Linked DNA regions of Anser cygnoides: region 2 is linked to region 1. The links are chromatin contacts, called in public Hi-C maps. All regions are on one chromosome and are shown on one strand. The core of a region is the stretch at or near the end of the contact, and the rest is flanking DNA. Distances in the headings are between cores, read along the strand shown.

Region 1 (2,551 bases), core at 38-2,537:
AGTGGTAACTCACCCAAGCTGCTGAAGATCTCTGCGTCGATAGGCACTTCAGGGCGATCCAAGAAGTTGTCTCCCTGGGTTACAAGGACTTCCTTGACCAGCTGCAGCCCATTTACGACCACAGACCTTTGTCTGCCAGTTTCCATGCTGAAGATGTTCCCATATTTGTCGATAAGCTGGGAAAAGAGTAAATAAGTAAAAGGGGATTCATTCCCAAAGAATTTGTCTGTTGGGACAGGGACAGCCCTGGTGTCCTGCACCCCCAGGGAGGGACAGGCAGATTTGCAATGCAAATAGGGGAAGCTAAGCTTGCGAGAGGAGAGGGGATGGTTGCACAAGCGTTGGCTTGATTGCATGTGATCTCTCTTTTCCTCATTTCCTGAATCAGTCTTCGGGAGTCGGTGTACATTTCAAATAAACCAAGTAAAACTTTCCAGGTTGCATTTTCCAGGCCTTGCAAGCCTCAGTTGAGCTAAACAACTCTTGTTTAACGCCCTCCCCAAAGCCCTTCCGCTCCTATCAGATGCACCTGCAGCCGCGGTTGGACGTGTGGCATTGTGCCATGCCCTTTGCCTGTTGTCTGGCTCCTTATACCTGGGCAAACTTCATCCACATTGCTGCTGATCAAGAGTCGAGCTCCTGCCCCCTCTGGGTGAGCCCTCTGAGTCCTCGTGGGCTGTGGGGCTGGGTTGGGTTGGGTTGGGTTGACCCCCTTGCAACGCTGTGAACCCCCCTTACCTTCTGCATCGTGGCTTGAGGGTCTCTGAGGTTCAGAAATTGCATGTTTCCCACGAAGGGGAAGGAAAAGGGGCTCGGGGGGAAATCCTTGGGCTTTCTCCTCTTCATGTAGTCAGCGACGAGCAGGAAGACGAAGAGGAAGATGAAGAGCACCTGGAAGGAGATGCTGTCCCAGAGGAAGCGCAGCATGGGTAGTTGCGATGCTCAGCACACGGCAGGGCAGGGACGGCGTGCGGGTGCAGCGGGGGGCACGCAGAGCCGTGCGGTGAGGCTGGGGCTGGCCTGGCCTCCAAGCGGCCTTCGGACTCCTGCTCCCTCGGGTTTCGTGAGGCCTGTTTGATTAAATCCCTTCCTGAGCCAACTCACACATCAACTCCGGTCCCATTAAAAATAACCCACAAAACAGCAATTCCCGTTCCCCTCTCTCCTCCCACCTCCCCACCGCTGCCTCACAAAACCCCAGTGATCAGCCTCCTCCTGCAGAGCACAGAAACGAGCCTTGCAGGGCAGGGATTAAACCCTCCTGGCACCACCGCCGTGCCCTCACCGTGACGGTCCCGGCCCCTGTCCAAGCACCTCTCGTTGTCCTCGTTCGCGGCGACTGCCTCTCAGGTACTCACAGCCCCAGAGTGAGCCGGGTTCAGCTGGGATGTACGAGATAAGGTTGCACAAACCCTTGACAAGCTCTCTGAGTCACGGGGCGAGGGTTCGTCTCTGTGGGGTGGTGAGGGCAGGACGTAAATACGTCTGGACTCTGAAGCAGCTTCTAGGAATGGTTGTGTCCTGCCCCGGCGGTGACGCTGGCCCTGCTCCCAGCCCGCAGACTTCCCTTCCCGCTGCTTTCGCTAATGAGGCCGGGTCCCGCTGCCATCTGGGTGTCTGACCACGCACACACCACACTTCATTTTCACATATGCCTTGTGTGTTAGGGTGGAGGAGCCGGCTCTGGCTGCTTCGCTCCGGGGACGTCCGGAGCCGATGGCAACACGGAGGTGGCCAAGTGCCACTGGGGCTGCTCCATGTGCAAGGGGGCGAAGCTGCTGCGTGACCTGCACGCCTGATGAACTTGGAAAAGCTGAATCGCTGCTCTGCCATGGAGCTTAAAGGGGAAAGGGCCTGTTTTAGAGGAGAACCTCTTTTTGCCTCTGGCTTTCAAGCACACTTACGCATCTGCATGCAGAGATGCATGCATTCCCCTTCACTCACATGAGATGTTCCACTCAAAATAAACAAGTTCGTGCCTCCTGCCTTTATTGCATGGGGTCTTTACACCCCCCCCCCCCTTTTTTTTTTATCCCCCCCCCCCCCCTTTTTTTTGCCACTGAATTGGGGGGAAAAAAAAAAAAGAAAAAAAAAAGGAAGAGTGCAACCATTTATTCTCTCCCACAAAGCAGTGTGAGTAGAGAAGGAGGCACTAAAGTAACAGGGAAAGGCAAGTTTAAAGTGGAAGGGATCAACATTTGCTAAGCCAGTTCAAACAAAACGAGCTGTCCCCACACACCAGAGGTCAGACCTGCACCGGCGTGGATAAAAATGGAGAGAAACCAGTGTCCAGTCCTGAGCGGCTCTGAAAACTCCTTAGGTGGAAAAAGCCCACAGATCCTTTATTTTTCCTCTATTAGGAAAAAAAAAAAAAAAAAAAAAAAAAAAAAAAAGGAAAAAAAAAGAAAAAAAGAAAAAAAAAGGAAAAAAAGAAAAAGGCACCTGAGGCACCTGTAACCGTGAAACATTAATTAAAGCTACGGTAAGATTAAAGCAACCGGTTAGAGTCCGGCTGCGAGAGCGGCGGGAGGCGCGCAGGGCTGAGCAGAGG
Region 2 (2,551 bases), core at 21-2,520, 870 kb after region 1:
CTCTGCCAAGAAACACATGCATCCCAGTAAATCCCCAAATTCAAAGTGGCTCTCCCCAGCACTCGTTTCATTGAACTGTCTGGAAATGCAAACTGAAAATCATCACACTCACAGATAGGGTCCTGCAGTATACAGGACTGACTGTTATATGAGGTTATGCAAAGCAAAGCAAATACCCATCTTCAAATACAACCTACACAACTTCAGTATCTAGAACCCTTCTGAAAACAGACTTTTTACACCTTTGAATACTCCACTCCAAATCCTTACTTGCAGCTTTACTATGTCATCAAACTCAAAGGACAGCGATGACTCCCAATTTGAAATTACTCTAGATCAGACTCCCTTGCCCTGAACTGATGCATCCCACCTCTGGGGTTCTGCAGGACACTGTGCAAAGCACACCTGAAATGAGCTGCTGATAAAGCACAGTCTGCTTATCCTTTGTAATTTTTCTGAGACTTGTACAGTACATGGAATGACTTCTAAAGCCAGTCAGAGCAGGGAGGCTGGCTGGGCACATACAGACAACAGCCAGACAGCAACTAAAATGCATTGCTAGTTTTTCACTTCATGCAAACAAGTAGGCAAATGCAGCTTCTGAGTGTTCACTTGTTGAACTTGGATATACTGTTGGATATATTTTGCAAGTGTGGTTTCAAAAACATGTCAGTTACAAATACTTCAAAATACAAACAAACTCATCCAACAGCAAAGGGATTTGTTGTTCAATTTTAGAAAAAAAAAAGACAACACTCAAATCTTGTGAGCAGATGAATATTCAAGGCACAGAATGTAAAATACCTGTAAAGTCATAGAGCTGAGGCACGGTTTCCATGATCACGCCAATCAGAGGTAGGTACAGCATTGCAACCCGGGCCTTTACCTGCGGGTCAGCGTACCGCGGATCCGAGTCGTGACTGGACAGTAAATTGTGTACCATGTTGATGACCTTCTTATGCAATCCAAATAAACTGTTAAAAGAGAGTTGGGTCACACAGATTAGTTAATACCTTCAAAGCAAACTATACTTTGTAACTGAGAGGTTTCAAAAAAAGAAAAAAAAATCCCGGTTTTTATTTTTAACTTCACTTAAACCACCATTACGCGTATTCTTTGATCTCCCCTGGATTTTATAAATGGCTGGCTTTTGCCCATGCCACATAAAATGTACAGAAATATCTTGCTGAGGTGCACACGCAATATAATGCGAACACTCATATTTTCCATACAAAAACAAAGCCCCAACTTCTGCTATGTTGAAGGATTGAATCAACTGGAGAACGTTAGGAGAACCTGGGGAGTAGAGAAGACAGGGAGAGAAACTTGAGAGGACAGTGGGTTTAGTGAAACTATTTGTAGTGCTCTTTTTTTGTTTCTATTTAACACTATTTACAGAGAAAAGCCCTCCTAAGACAGAACTTTGCTTTTATCAAATGATCAGTAGGTTTCTGCCTCCGTTCCCTGAACCCCCATGCAATTATTCAGCCAAAACAGTAGACTACAGATCAGTAACTCTGAATTAAAAATGTCAAAGAAATGGAGAGGTAGAAGGAAAAAACAGCAAGAAGTGGCCTTCCCTATTATTAAGATGCAATTCACGTCAGAGCCCCAGCACCATTCCCTTTTGCAGGACACCTTGCGTGAGCCTACTTGGTGCTCATGGCTTGTGAACACAAACTCCTCTGAATCTCTCAAGAACTCGCTCTGCCCCTTTTCAATCCCCTCAGCCACCACACAGAGGCAAAACTCTCCCAGAGCAAATAGCACGTGTCTCTATGGCTATTTGCTTCTGGAGGCAAACCAGCCCAGGAAGACAACTCTACCCCATGCACGAAGCAGCCAAGGAAGCTCATACATTATGCAGTAGCAAAACATAAGCTTCAGTGTTCAAACCTGAGGTATTAAAACAAGGGCCGAATTTCAGGCAGTATCCACTTTACCTGAAAAGTAGAGTTGAGTTCTGGTTAAAAAAGATGAGAGATTCTGACTGGGTTGTCGGGGGGTTAAAATGATTATAAAGACACCAGCAGAGGTTAGGAGGTCATTAGCTAGTTGAAGCTATACTTCATATATAACTGACCGACTCCTTCAAATTAAGGTTAAAGAGAAGTCTGTGTGTTATTCTGAAGGAGTGGCATCTAGGCCACGTGTGAACAGCTGAAAGGAAGCTATCCTGCAGGCCATGGAGCTACGTACAGGGAAAACACATTCAGACACGGCAATGTCATTAAAACTTAGGGCTACATGGATATTTTTCCCCTTTTCCTGAACAGAACAGGTACTGTGGTAGATCGATCTGTATCAAGGAGGAAATGTGACCTGCTAATCTTTCTGGCTGATAATGCAATGAATCGATCTTGCCACCCTCCAGCCAGCCCCTCTGACTTCTCAGCCCTGGCATGAATTTGGGTCAACAACACACACTTCTGGAAAAATGACATTTGTCAGTGAATACTGAGGGTCAAATTTTGATTTTCTCACTTCTGACCTGTAACGTTGCTCATTATGGGCAATGTAGGCACTATGAAATGAGCAATAATTATTATTA

Evidence for each region. Hi-C and Micro-C count contacts between places; a contact is called where the count stands out from the background.
Region 2: a contact with region 1 is called in a Hi-C map of liver, with 2.0 times the contacts expected there. The contact joins two enhancer-like sites. A contact is called at or near these places in 2 of 7 Hi-C or Micro-C datasets (both in liver).

Annotation. Positions count from the first base shown.
Region 1 is chr8:29,990,179-29,992,729 of Taihu_goose_T2T_genome, forward strand. CYP2J2 (cytochrome P450 family 2 subfamily J member 2) reads right to left here. Exons shown (of 19, transcript XM_048061996.2): 11 at 739-941; 12 at 14-176. Among named protein-coding and RNA genes, the nearest start is that of CYP2J2, 12 kb to the right of the region's middle. Within about 2 kb of position 1,288, at least 3 of the 3 cell types and tissues checked have open chromatin away from gene starts, as enhancers often do. A contact at or near this core is called in liver, where this site is marked.
Region 2 is chr8:30,865,166-30,867,716 of Taihu_goose_T2T_genome, forward strand. It overlaps DOCK7 (dedicator of cytokinesis 7), which reads right to left. Exons shown (of 47, transcript XM_048062223.2): 28 at 805-974; 29 at 1-2. Among named protein-coding and RNA genes, the nearest start is that of ANGPTL3, 23 kb to the right of the region's middle. Within about 2 kb of position 1,271, at least 2 of the 3 cell types and tissues checked have open chromatin away from gene starts, as enhancers often do. A contact at or near this core is called in liver, where this site is marked.